Linked DNA regions of Sus scrofa: region 2 is linked to region 1. The links are chromatin contacts, called in public HiChIP or PLAC-seq maps. All regions are on one chromosome and are shown on one strand. Each heading gives the region's core, a stretch centred on a gene start, on an enhancer-like site or on the middle of the called end of the contact. The rest is flanking DNA. Distances are from core to core; before and after follow the strand shown.

Region 1 (7,193 bases), core at 3,461-5,960:
ATGATTTTCTTTTCTGTGGAAAGGTTCATTTGTGCCTTATATTAGATTCCAGATATAAGTGATATCATATGGCATTTGTCTTGAATCTCTACCCTGGAGCTCAGGCAGGCCTGCACCCCACCCTCACTCCCCATCCCCAATGTCCCCTGGGCTGCTGTCCTTAAGAGGTAGCCTGAGCCAGATGTTTCTAATTCCAAGTGGTCAAGTGGCTGCAAAGGAGAATAGTCTGCACTGATCCTGGTTTCAGTCCCAAAAGATGCACGTGGTCCTCGTGGAGTCTTGCAATGCTTAATGACTCTTATTTAATGATTCAGTTGTTGACATGTGACACCAGGTTAATAATGCCTTAACCACGATAGGCTTGTAGGTTTTACTACTGCCAACGTGTGAGAAGTCCCTTGTATCTGAGGAAGGGTTCTAGTGTCACCATATGACATCCTCCATCAGCTTACTATCCTGTAAGAATTCCCTCACTCCTTCATCAGGGGTGCAGAACATGTGGCCTGGGACATGGAAGGTGGCCCTGAGGTGCTCTGGAGGAAGGTGAGGGGACACCATTCCAGGCTACAGAAACCACATGGGAAGTGGAGGGAGGTGGGGATGAGATTTGGTCTGGAGCAGAGGGCTGCAAAAGCAGATCTGGGCTGGATCATGGCACACCCAGAATGCCAGACTCACAGCTGTGGTCACCAGCAAACAGCTGTGGGAGGACAGAAAGGTTTCCAGGAAGAAGAGCCACACTGTGGGAAGATGACCCTGACAGCTCTTTGGTGTGGGTAGGGAGGACTGAAAAAGAGAAAGAGGAGTTCTCGTCGTGGCGCAGCAGAAATGAATCCAACTAGGAACCATGAGATTGCGGGTTAGATCCCTGGCCTTGATCAGTGGGTTAAGGATCTGGCGTTGCTGTGAGCTGTAGTGTAGGTTGCAGACATGGCTTAGATCCCACACTGCTGTCTGTGGCTGTGGTGTAGGCTGGCAGCTATTGCTCCAATTTGACCCCTAGCCTGGGAACCTCCATATGCCACAGGTGAAGCCCTAAAAAGCAAAGAAAAAAAAAAAAGAGAAAAATTAAGATGCATACATGGTGCCTGGCAGATGCAGTGGCCCCCACTAGCTGATGAGAATCCCAATAGGAGGATCCTTTTAACCACGCCTTTCTCCCCACAGCTAGCATAATGTCTACCATTTTTTTAAGCTCTCCCAAAAATGTTTGCTGAGTTGACTCAACAGGGCATGTATTTATTGCCATGCTCAATAACCATGTTCTCAAGTTGCTGGTTAAGTTCTTGGTGAAAGAGGCAGACACCCAGGCAGGTAGTGAATCCCTAGGATCACAGAGTCCCCCATGAACACGTGTGGCTCTGGTGGGGTCGTCTTCTATTTTTTTTTTTTTTTAAAGGGCCATACCTGTGGCATATGGCTGTTCTCAGGCTAGGGGTGGAATCGGAGTTAAAGCTGCTGGCCTTCCCACAGCCACAGCCATGCCAGGCCAGAGCCACATCTATGACCCATGCCACAGCTCCTGGCAACACCAGACCCTTAACCCCCTGAGTGAGGCCAGGAATCGAACCCACATCCTTAGAGATACTAGTTAGGTTCATTTCCACTGAGCCACAATGGGAACTCCTGGTGGGGTCTTCTTGTGGTGGCCTCAGAAACCCTCCACAAGCAATTATCTGAAACATGAATAGGCTGGAGCTCCTAAAACATGCAGTGACACTGAAGAGAAGCCTTCCAGCGGGTCAGACTTGACAGCTCAGGAGCTCACGTGTGATGTGGAAATGCTGGCATGGAAGAGCCTTTCTGCGAGAGCCACAGGATGGGATGCGGGTGATGCAGAGGCTGGAGGGGTGGCCTCCCCTTACTGAGGGCTTAGGTTGCTCTGCTCTCCCACGGTGAAGCACCTGTGGAAGGAATCTTGATATGGAAGGAAAAGCTCCCTTTTCTCAACCCTGATCCCCCACAGGTGTTTCCCTACAATGTACCCTCCCACCATTGCCCCACGAAGCACGAAGACAGTAGCATCTGTACGGCTCCTGGGAAATGGACAGGGTTGCTCTCTCCTGTAGTGACCAGCCCCAGGCTCAGGGCCCCCCAGGCCCTGCCCAGCTAACCCCAGGGGCATCACATCTTGCCACACCTATTACCCTTGCCTGGGGTTGGGCAGGCTTTTCCCTGGACAGAAGTATCCAAGAACCACAGTGTTTCAAGGAGCTTGAAGATACTCCAGCTCAGCATCCGCCCAACTTGTCTTTTCTCTCTTTTTGCAGTGAAACCCTTTCTTTGATCTAAACCAGATGAACAAAAGGATGCTCTGATTGAAGGTGGGTGACCCCCTCTTCCTGGCTCCTCCTTGGCTCCAGAGACACCTTGGTGAACCCCCAGGCTCCCTGGAATGTAATTTCGAATTCAAGGCTCTAATCTAGTCCAACCTTTCTATTTTACAAAAAGAGCAGCCATGAGACACAGGGTGTGAGTGTCCCCACAGGGTCCATGCTTGCTAGGACTCCATGGCATTTCCTAATATGATGCTGGAACCAGCAGCCTGGCACCCCTTCTAAGCTGCCTTCTTACTACTCTTCCCTAAGAGGCTGGGGAAGCTTCTAGCCTTCTAAGGCGGAGCTTCTTCATGTTAAACTTTCCAGTCACGGGTGCAACAGGACCAGCCCATAACTTTTTATCTGCTTTTAAACAGAAATAGCAGGGAGGTTGTAAATGTTTTAATATTAGATTGTGGTGATGGTTGGACAACTTTGTAAACCCTGCACGTAAACCGAGTAAATTTTACGGGATATAAATTATACCTCAATAACACTGTTGGATAAAATAAAAGAAAGACATAACGAGGTTTTTAAAAAGAGCTATAAAGGAGTTTGAGCACACAGACCTTCCTTAATTACCACAGGAAGCAGGGGCTACATGGGAAAGGCTGGCCACATATTTACGGCAACTCAGCTGAATGATCCAGCTAACTCCCTTTTTCTCCTTTGCCGGAAAAACTGGAATTGGGACTCCAATTCATCCAACTGACTTTTAAGCTCTGGTGAAGGTTGGGGGGGGGGGTGTGGCAGGTGGGGGATGTCAGAGACTCCAAAGCAGAGTTTTGCATAAGGTGGGGCTCATCCATGGGGATCAGTGCCTGAAGGCCCAGTGGGTTAGGAGACTGCCCAAGGCAGGACCCACAGCTTGAACAGCTGCAAGGTCAGCCTGATGAAGAGGTCAACTTGCCCCTGAGCACCAGTAAGCTCAGAGTAAACACATCCCTAAGACTCACCCATTTCCCTGATAAAATTTACAAAACCCAATGAAATTAAATTTAGTACTTACTCCATAAAATTGCCCTAAGGGTTAAACAAGGTAATCTATGGGAAATGCAAAAACTTAGAACAACGTCTGGCTGGCTGATTTAAAAAAAATATATATACTACTTAAAGGAACAAGTCTAGGCAGAGCCCCCAACTCATGGAATCATATGATTTCATTGAGTCTTCACAATAATCCTGTGCAATGACTTTTACTGTCCCCATTTTGCAGACAGGAAAAGAGAGGTTCCCAGAAATTAAAACAATGGTCCAAAGTCATCCAGTGGATGGGCAGCAGAGCTAGGATTTGAACCCTGGCCTGCCCTTGACGCAGTCGTGGCTCCACTATCCCCTTATGACAAGGACCCCACCCTTCTAGGGTTTGGACTGAAATGAATTTAACGGACTACACACATGAGGGGGTGCTGATCAGTATCTGTCCCATCAGCAAAATACCCCCTCTTTGCTGAGGTCCACGTTCCCAGTTGTCAAACCTCAAAACAGGCCTCAGTGAAACATCACAGCCCTCGAGGTTCCCAAATGGTTAAACTGCCCTTCAGCTTGGTGCTCAGTACTTAAAAGCAGAACCTGAACTAGCCCTCAGGGGCTATTTTTAGCTTCCCGTTTTTTTTGTTGTCCTTTTTGGGTGATCTGATAGCATAGGCTGAGCTAACATTTCCTGTTCTGGTGTTTTCTTCTCACCAACTCCCACCTTGAGAAATGCTGAGACTCCAAAGGGCTGGCCCAGTTATAGAGCCGCAGCTCCTGACTTAAGGAAAACGACCTGCAGGAGGCTGGCAGGGAGGCTCTGACCTAGGCACCCTCCCAGGGCTGCCTGGGGTGGGACACGGGTTGGATGGGAGCCAATGGCTTCCAGGCACACCCATTTCCAAGGAAAGCCTTAATGAGCCTCTGGCAAAGGGACAGCAAAGAGAATACCAGTCAGTGGCCACGCTCCAAACCATGGGCATGCCACATGAGCAGGAGCCTGAGAGAGTGGCCTGGCTTGTCAGAAACTGCCTCGGGGCTGTGGCTCTGGATCTCACCACTCACTTGTAACTCCCCTAATAGCTTGCTGGAATCTAAGAGTCCACAATTAGAAATGCACTCCTTGGGCCAACTGGTCGCCTGGTCGCCAAGCCCTGCCCTTTCCAAGTTTCTTCTGGTGCTGCCAGCAGAGTTGCATTCTCCGAGACACAGGTGTGACCATGCCAACCCCTTTCAAAACTCATCAGGAGACCTTTATTGCCTTCTTGTGAAGTTCACACATTCTGGCACAATTTACAGGAACTCCAGCCCCTTCCCAGAGTTCCCTTCCCTATGTGCCATTCTCCAGGTTGCTGAGTCCCTGCACTTCTCAGCAAGCCTGATATGACTTGGACAGGGTCTAGCTGCTCCCTGAGCCACCCCTATAAAATCCATAGGGAACTCAAATGTCACCTCCCTCTTAAAGCTGCCCCCACCCACCCCACTGAGCTCTCCGAATCTTATTCCTCTGAGCATAATAAATGCTCAACCCAAGTTTGCTGCATTGAATTAACTCAAGGCATCTGCCCTCAATTAAAATATGCAAATTCATCTGGAAAAGGAAGCATTCCTTAGTCACTGGCGCTTCTGTGCCAAAGTGCTGGCTGGGTGCTTCCCTGAGTGCAGAATCTGATGGCAGAAGGATGACTGAGGGCCAGATGCAGGGAGAAAGGAGAAGGGCACGAAGCTAACCCTGGGAAGTCCTTGACCCCTGCCTGGGACTGATGAGGGAGAGCCGTGGGGGCAGCCAGCTGGAGTCTGTGGCCTCTCTTTTCTCCCACTCCCCAAATCCAACTGAGAGTGTGTTTCCAAATCTTATTTGTCAAAATAGTATAATGGAATGTTACTAAACCATACAAGTCTAGCTAAAAAAAAAAAAATCTCTAAACGACAGAAGTTTGTCTTCTGTTATTTTGTTCCTGTTGTGCTTCTGCTGAAACTGGATCAAGAAGCTCACAGTCTGATGGGAGATACTGGGGTGGGGGGTGGGGGGGGAATGGATCCTCTTGGAACAGACTGTGACCTGCTGCAGTAGGAGGTGAGAGTTTCTAAGTAACGGTAACTGCCTGCTGTAGTCAAAGTAGTTTCCTTCTGTCTCATTTATGGATGGAGAACCTGAGGCCCTGACAATGGGTGATTTGCCCAAGATCCCTGTCGCCTCCAACATGCTCACGAGTTTGACCACAGGACATTAGGGCCGGTGGAGCTTGGTGCTGGTCATATACCGGGTGGCACCAGATACAAGGGTCTTGGGATCCTTTCCCCATCTTGAGAGAACTTCAGCTTCAGCTTGGGGCTGATGCAAGTGACATTCAGGATGACTTTGTATCAAAAAAAAAAAAAAAAAAAGTGTTCACATAGAGAAAGGAAGGGGACTGACTCTGGAATTCCTCTGACTCCTGGGGCTGAATGCAGCCAAAGGCTGATGTCAACTAGCGTCATCTCCTCCGTGGTGTCCAAGCAGGCTGCCACCTGCAGGCACACAGACAACACATGTGCAGCTCTCTGGCCACGCAGAGACCTCAGAAGCAGCTGAACAGGACAGCTCCTGGGGGCACTAGAAGGATTGGTCCCCAACAATCCCCTCCAAACAACCTATTAAGAGCTAACCCTTATTATCAAGTGCTTACCCAGTGATAAGCGCTTTTATCTTATTTAAGATACTAACTAAATGGTCAACCTAAGATAGGTTGTTCTCATTCACATTTTACAGGGAAGAAGCTGAACATCAGAGATGCTAAGTCACTTACTGACGGTCACAGAGCAACTCACGGTGGAGTCAATTTGTGAACCCAGAAAGGGCGAACTTCAAAGTCAGCTCCTTTCACTGCGGTACCACACAAGAAGCAAGAAACTCAGCTTTACATCTTCATACTCAGCTCGGAGCCTGGATCCCAGCTATGTGCTCAGGAGATATTTATGAATGAGTGAGCAAACGAGCTCATGTTTGTAAGTTACAGGTAAGCATTACCCAGAATTCTTATGGAGCTGGTAGCCCCGGGGGGTGCCCTGAATGTGGTCAGTCACCCCTTCCTCCTTCCTCTGAGTAAATGCCCTTCTGGTGCCCAGAAGGAAGGAACGAGGAAGAACTGTCAGCGCCCTGGGGCCCAGCCTCCTTGCTTATGGTTCCTGTGGGGTTTCTCTGCTCTTACCCTCTGGCTGCCCTTTGCATGGAGGAGCAAGGCTGCCTGATGGAAGCATATCACAGGAAAAGGTCATGCAGACAGGGATCCCTTCCTTTTTTCTGCAATCTGCAGTGGAATGCAAATAAGCCCTGAACCGCTTGACAAAAACAGCGAGGAGGAGGGACCCTTGAGAAACAGGAGGGGGTGGTGACAGTCTTCAGTGTCACACACAAGCCTCCTTTGGCCACAAGGGCCATGTGACAGGTCCTACCAGACTGGGCTCTGGGGAGCCACAGACGCTGTCCATTTGGTACCCCAGCTTCAAACTGGCTCTGCTCCTCAACAATGCCAGGGAAGGTCAACCACCATGGTTTCCATCGGCCAAGGATGCAACTCCAGGGACTCCTGGGGCAAGAGCAGTGGGCTCGGGGGACTTGCTGCTCTTGACCTTGCCCCCTCCTCTGGTGGTAGGGAGAGGACCGGGGGCCACACCATCCCACCCAGCCCGGGACACGAAGCTTTTCTTCCCAGGTGAGGCCAGCCACTGGAGGATGTACAGGCAGCCCTCCTGGACCACATCTAGGGGGGGCACAGCTTAGTGTGGGCTGGAGCTGAAGGTGCAGAACATGGTCTTTGGTCCCTATGCTGCCATTCTTTTCCCCTAGTGGTGCCTCCGCTTGATTGAACAGTTTTCCAAAATGAAAACACCCCCTCCCTACTCCACTGTCCAGATGATAAT
Region 2 (7,193 bases), core at 3,283-5,782, 130 kb after region 1:
GAATGCTCACAAGTTCTGGAAAAGCTTCCCCCAGACATTCAGCTCAGATATCACCTTCCTTTCTGAGCCTGGCTGAGAGGCTCTGTCATGTTGCTTCCTTGCCTGGAAAACGCATCACATCAGGGAACAGCATCTGACACCTATGAGAAACAGAGTCTCCCTGCTTTGAGAACAGGCAGAGCATTGCTTCTTTCCTCTAATAGTAGCTGTGGTTTGAAAGCTGGCCTGTCTCTCTGCAAGTCCTAGAATCATTACTCACACTTGTAAAACATTCCTGGGCACATTGGGTCAATATTTCCCAACCTCACATACAAAAAGTGTGTGAGGTTCCCATTAGCCCGGTGTTTCATTCCACCCTATCTTTCAAGCTCTTGTTTTGCATGACAGTTGCTGATAGAGTTTGCTGGGAACACATTCCTTGGAGAGAGAAACCCGCCCCTCTCAAATCTCCACGCTGTCCCTCATCAGGCAGGTTACTCAATCTATGTTTTGATTTCCTTCCATAAAATGCAAACAATAAAACCGAACTCAAAAGACTGTTTGGAGAATCACAGCAAATCATATACTAAAGAGCTCTGCCAATCTCTGGCTTATAAACATTTGTCGATATTGTTATTACTCTTAGAGACTGGTGCCAGGCCTGAGCAATCCATGGATCCCCAGCACCTTGGTTGACACGTGATAAATTTCTCAATCATTGTTGGTTAAACCAATGAGTGAATGAATAAAATGTAGACAATTCAATTTAACATGCCTCTGCTTGTGTAAAGGGATCAAGTTATTTTAGTTCTCTCGAAAATGACAATACTGTTATTTTAAACATATGCATTCTATTAATATACACATCCATATTGTTATTATTCACTGGGCATATAATAAAATTCAATTAAACTCCATGCAGATGCCTTGGGACTTTGGTAACACAGAGTCCAGAAAAATGCACATCTCTCCAGATTCATAAGAATTCAGAACATGCTTTGGAGCAGTAGTACCATGGAGATATTTGGAGACATGCCAGCTTAGGCATAGTGACATTCATCAGAAGTAGATGCAATTGTTCAGGGGAGAGCGGCTGAGAGCCTGGCCTGGGACAGTGAGTGTAGAGGGGACTGCGAGCCAGATATAGAGGATCTTCACGATTCATGACCTTAAGGGGTGGGGGCTTTTAAATGCAGGAGGTAGGAGGGAGAGAACAAGGCAGGTCAATGACAAAGGAAAATGGCGGTGAAATTAAGGAGTCAAATTTGGGACTTAAACTGAGCTTGACACCCAAGTAAATGTCATTTAAAGAGCCAGAAACAGGCTGCACAGAGATGTTCACAGCAGCATGATTTACAACAGCCAGGCGGTGGATGCAACCCAAATGTCCATCAAGGAATGAATGGATAAACAAAATGTGATATATACATACAAGGGACATTATTCAGCCCTTAAATAGGAAATTCTGACACATGTTACAACATGGATAAACCTGGAGGCCAGATGCGACATAAAATAAGTCAGTCACGAGAAGACAAATGTGGTATGATTCCATTTATATGAGATAACTAAAATAATCAAATCCATAAAGACACAAAGTAGAAGGGTGATTGTCAGAGGCAGGAGTTGTTTATTGGGTACAGTTTCAGTTTTGCAAGATCAAAGAGTTTCGGAGATCTGTTACACAACTATGTGAATACACTTAACACTACTGACCTATATAATTAAAAATGGTTACTTTGGGGAGTTCCTGTTGTGGCGGCCGTGGAAACGAACCCGACTAGGATCCATGGGGATGCAGGTTCAGTCCCTGGCCTCACTCAGTGGGTTGGGAACAGAACATTGCTGTGAGCTGTGGTATAGGTCGCTGACACAGCTCGGAGCTGGCGTTGCTGTGTCTGTGGTGTAGGCCGGCAGCTATAGCTCCAATTCGACCCCTGGCATGGCAACTTCCATATGCTGTGGATGCAGCCCTAAAAAAGACCAAAAAAAAAAAAAAAGTCTAGAAATATGGATCTGGAGTCATGAACTAGAAAAGCTCACTTTCCCAACTTTCCAACTTCATTGCTAATTGATTCCTAGATTGAACACTTGGTCACTTAACACCTGGTTTCTGACCTCTGAACCTTCTCTCTACTCCTTCAGGCAGACTAGTAAAAAATGGTTATTTGTCTACAGGCCACCAAAAAGATCTCAGCAAAATAGGGCTTAAAGACATAAACTGGCACACCTCGTTTTATTGCACTTGGCTTTATTGCACTTTGCAGATATTGCACTTTTGCAGATTGAAGTTTGTGACACCCCTGCATCGAGATCTATCAGCATCATTTTTCCAACAGTATTTGATCACTACTGCCTCTGTGTCATGTGTTGATAATTCTGGCAATACTTCAAATCCTTTACCAGCAAAAAGATCCTGACTCGCTGAAGGCTCAGGTGATGGTTAGCATTTTTTAGCAATAAAATATTACTTATTTATTTATTTATTTATTTAGTCTTTTGTCTTTTTAGGGCTGCACCTGCAGCATACGGAGGTTCCCTAGGGGTCTAATGTGGAGCTGTAGCTGCTGGCCTATGCCACAGCTGCAGCAAGGCTGGATCCAAGCCGTGTTTACGACCTACACCACAGCTCACGGCAACACCGGATCCTTGACCCACTGAGTGAGGCCAGGGATTGAACCTGCAACCTCATGGTTCCTAGTTGGATTCGTTTCTGCTGCTCCATTTTTAATATTTTTAATTAAGGCTTATACATTGTATCTTTAGACATAATGCTACTGTGCACTTAACAGACTACAGTATAGGAGTTCCCATCATGGCGCAGCGGTTAACGAATCCGACTAGGAACCATGTGTTTGCAGGTTCCATCCCTGTCCTTGCTCAGTGGGTTCAGGATCCAGCGTTGCCATGAGTTGTGGTGTAGGTCGCAGACATGGCTCGGATCCCGCGTTGCTGTGGCTCTGGCATAGGCCAGTGGCTACAGTTCCGATTAGACCCCTAGCCTGGTAACCTCCATAGGCTGCGGGAAGCGGCCCTAGAAAAGGCAAAAAGACAAAAAAAAAAAAAAAAAAAAATTACAGTACAAACATAACTCTTTTTTTTTTTTTGGTCTTTTTGCTATTTCTTTGGGCCGCTCCCGCGGCATATGGAGGTTCCCAGGCTAGGGGTCGAATCGGAGCTTAGCCACCGGCCTAAGCCAGAGCCACAGCAACGTGAGATCTGAGCCGCGTCTGCAACCTACACCACAGCTCACGGCAACGCCGGATCGTTAACCCACTGAGCAAGGGCAGGGACCGAACCCGCGACCTCATGGTTCCTAGTCGGATTCGTTAACCACTGTGCCACGGCGGGAACTCCGAAACATAACTCTTATATGCAATTTTATCTGCTTCCAAAATTTGCAGGACCCACTTTATCACAACAGTCACCTTGGAGGTGAACCTGCAGTCTCTCTGAGGTCTGCCTATACTGGGAAGAGTGTTCAACTACTTGGACATTACGTCCTCCAAGGCAGCTTAAGGAGGCCTTTACCACTCTCTGATCCATCCTGTAACTACCTTCCCCAGCTAAGTTCATTTCCATAGATGATCTATTCTGGAAGTTCTTCAGAACCCCAGTGGGCCTGAACAATTGCGGAGGCCAATTATTTTCCCAGGTTGAAAGGCCCTGGGAATTACCTTCTTGTAACCTGTGGATCACTACTTGTTTTTTATCTTCCACATGTGTTCATTTGTGACCCTACCTTCTCACCAGTTTTGCCCCAGCTGTGGTCTAGTACATTCTAAAGTCACTCCCCGACTTGCACAGTAAAGCAAGTGAGCTGGGCCAAGCTTGGGAATGAAAAAAAAAAAACAACAAAAAAGAACTGAAGTTGCATAACAGGGATGAATGTATACCAATTAAATGCTGTTAGGTCTCCAACGTAAACAAGACAGTCTGGTGAGTGCGTTTGTCTCACTCCACTGCAGGGAGATGGTGAAAACATACCATGTGGGGTCTTTTTGGTAGAAGAAAGCTTTATCTGATGACAGTTTGAAAATTTCCCATGGGGAAAGCCAGGCTCTGAGCTCTCCTGACCTAGAAATTCATCACCATTTCATACTTCAGTGCTAAAAGAACCAACATGAAAAGGAAAGAAGAAAGGAAGGGAGGGATGGGGAGAGAGAGAAAGAGAGGAAGGAAGGAAGGAGGGAGAGGAGGAAGAGAGAGAGAGACAGAGAGAGAAAGAAAAAGAAAGAAAGAAAGAAAGAAAGAAAGAAAGAAAGAAAGAAAGAAAGAAAGAAAGAAAGAAAGAAAGAAAGAAAAAGAAAAAATAAATTAGGTAGTTGGGTTAAGCCACTTTTAACACTTAGCACACTTGGGGTCCCATATTAATCCAGGTGCACCATCACTGTAGCATCTAAAGACAGGGGAGGAGAGCATATGGTGGAAAAGATACCAGGTAATGGTGACCCGGATTATAATCCAGGCCTTGCCACCCACTAGCTATATGACCCTGGCCAAGCTGCTTAACCTCCCCCAGGAAGGACCTGTACAATAAAAATAACAACCCCTGTCTCTCTGGGCTTTAGGAGTAGGAAGCAAGAGTGACCACTGGTAAAGCTCCCATACTCTGTAACACAGCAGAGGCCCCATAAACAAGAGCTAGTGCATTCAGTGTTATTACGATCATCGTTCAAACCCATGGGTGCTTCACGCACTTGTCTAAATAAGCAGACAGCTGTTAAATTTTCTTTGCGACAACAATGGATCCTAAAATTAAACACTTGCTCAGGGCCAGTAACAAGGCCAGTATTAAAAAATAAATAAATAAAAGCACCAGTGTGGGAGACATTTTGTCCTTTATACTGCCTGATGGCTTTGGAATCTTGTCTTTAGCTCCCGCACCATAAGCATTCATGCTTGCTTAAACCAATACAGTTGATCTGGCTGGATCCAGACAAGGTTCTTTTCCCCATGATACAAATGTACAGACTGAGGCCAGGAGAGCAGGTGAAATGATTTAGATCTAAGTATAGACACTGCTGGGTTTCAAATGGTTCCAAGTGTCCATGCACAATTTTAGAATCTATTAGATCCTTGCTGTGTTAATGAGGCCCCTTGCTGGGAATCCAAATTCCCTTTGTAAACTCCATTAACTACCCACAAGGCAGGTGGGCAACTGTGGATGTTCTTATGGTAATAATGCCTTGCCCAGAAAGAGGGCAGGGGGAAAATCACATCCATTTGGACCACATGCTTAGAACATTAGAGAGAACAGGAGAAAAGCATCTCTCCTTGGAGAGGGATTAGGATGAGCTCTACCCCAAGGCCCGCTTCCACTTCCCACATAAGAGGCAATGTTAATTGGTAAAGAAAATAAGGAGGTTTCTCAGACACAGCAACCATCCCAAAAACACTGGGATGAAAATTTTACCCATAAAAAGTTTGCAGAGGTCATTTGTGTCCTCAGATGATTTCCAGGGTCCCTCACAACTGTCTGCCTATTTGTTTTGCTTTTAATGGCCCCCAGAGAATTTGCCTTAGTAAGAACACACGGAAACTTTTGACTTTGAGAGTTCAGATTCCATTAATCCAAGTGCATTTTTTAAATGTTTTTGCCTTTAGAGGGGGGAAAAAAAAAGTTCTGATTTTCCTATCTGTGCATCAGTTCAAACCAGCACAGAAAATTTGCTGAATATTATCCCAAACACTCATGGCTAGGCTGAAAGTCCGGATGGAAAATTTTAGCTTCAAAGGAATTGGGGGCGGGGGGATGAAGGGGCCAGCCCAGGAAGATAAGCCCTGAGAGGGTGTCACCAGGGCCACTGGGAACACATCTGACTTTTCACCCACAGTTGCCTAAGTGATGCTCCAATACTTCCTGTTGTAAGCACAGCTGCTCCCCAGAGAGCACATCAAGTCAAAGGCCGAGCACTAAACAACATTCCAGATGCCATCTGTCACAGCACACAGCATTATTTCGACTATCTTGGTTTATCTCATCCCAAGTCACCTGTCATCAAGGTCTGTTCAACATAAGGACTTTCTATGCTTTTAACCTTTTTTGGGTCACAAACCTCCCTGAAAATCCAGTGAAAGCTTCCCCACAAGAGCACACATACATCTGCCTACAACTTTGAAAGGTTGTGGATCCCTCCCCTAAAGCACATCTAAGAACCTCTAGCTTCAAGCAGCCCAGTTAATTTCTCTCGGCATTCTTGAGGCACATTCACGAATCCCAGCTCTAAAGACTACACCTAAGTTTTTATGAGTGTCCATTGGGCCACCTAATGCTTTATTTAGTATTTTCTGATTTTCATCTGTATGTGGGCAAAAATAAGCACATGCATGCATACTCAATACATACATCATACACACACACCCCACAGCTTGGCACAAATGAACTGGCAAAGCCAAGCTGGGATTGGAACATATTCACTGAGCTCATTCATTCCTGACAATATGAAGTCATTAGAGGGAGTTAAGGTAGCTTTGGCAAGTGCAGCCATAGAAAGCAGCCAGGGTGGGCTCTGTTTTTTCCACTCAATAAACAGCACCACTGAATAAGCTCCATGTGCTCACCACTCTCCTGCCCACGTAGGTGATTTGCTTTTAAATACTTGTGTTTCAGACAAAGCCTGCCACCAGATTATTTTTAAATACTTTGTTTGGGGGAGATTTTGGGGGGTTGGTAGGGAGAAAGTAAAGGGGGCATTACTTTTGGCCTCTGGGTCCCTATTCTGCATTTTAAATGTTTATGAAATAAAGAATAAAGAGCTAAGCCCAAACTTTCAACCTAATCCTTGTATTATATGTATAGGTTCATGCGTTCTTCAGTTCTTTAGAATATCATGGGTGAACACCTTGATATTATGAAAGAACTAGTGTTCTGATCAGAGGACAACTGCCTTACATGGGGACAGAAATAGTCAACCCTGTTGGAAGTTGCTTGATCAAACCTCAAGAAGAAATCGATCCAGTCCAACTCTGACATGACATGACTGGGCATTTAAGCCTGATTAGGCAGGATCATAATCCAAAACATTTGGTTGCAAATGCTGGAAAGGATAAGTTATGTGCTTAAGGGGATCCTAAGGGGAATGCTAATTGGGATGCAAGCTTCAGGCATAGCTGGATCCAGGGATCCCTCATGCCTTCTCTTTCTTTGGTCTACTTTCCTTTGCTGTCTTCACTCCTAGGTCAAGTTCATCACATGTGAAAACAAAGATGGA

What was found. HiChIP or PLAC-seq counts read pairs in DNA pulled down with a chosen protein or histone mark.
Region 2: an H3K27ac HiChIP or PLAC-seq map of skeletal muscle shows a contact between it and region 1. The contact joins two enhancer-like sites. A contact is called at or near these places in 1 of 47 Hi-C or Micro-C datasets (embryonic fibroblasts) and 1 of 2 datasets of contacts at active chromatin or transcription factors (skeletal muscle).

The regions. Positions count from the first base shown.
Region 1 is chr7:86,883,926-86,891,118 of Sscrofa11.1, forward strand. All of the region lies in intron 2 of SLCO3A1 (solute carrier organic anion transporter family member 3A1), which reads right to left. Among named protein-coding and RNA genes, the nearest start is that of SLCO3A1, 220 kb to the right of the region's middle. Within about 2 kb of position 4,711, at least 33 of the 83 cell types and tissues checked have an H3K27ac peak or open chromatin away from gene starts, as enhancers often do. A contact at or near this core is called in skeletal muscle, where this site is marked.
Region 2 is chr7:87,016,134-87,023,326 of Sscrofa11.1, forward strand. All of the region lies in intron 2 of SLCO3A1 (solute carrier organic anion transporter family member 3A1), which reads right to left. Among named protein-coding and RNA genes, the nearest start is that of SLCO3A1, 84 kb to the right of the region's middle. Within about 2 kb of position 4,533, at least 5 of the 83 cell types and tissues checked have an H3K27ac peak or open chromatin away from gene starts, as enhancers often do. A contact at or near this core is called in skeletal muscle, where this site is marked.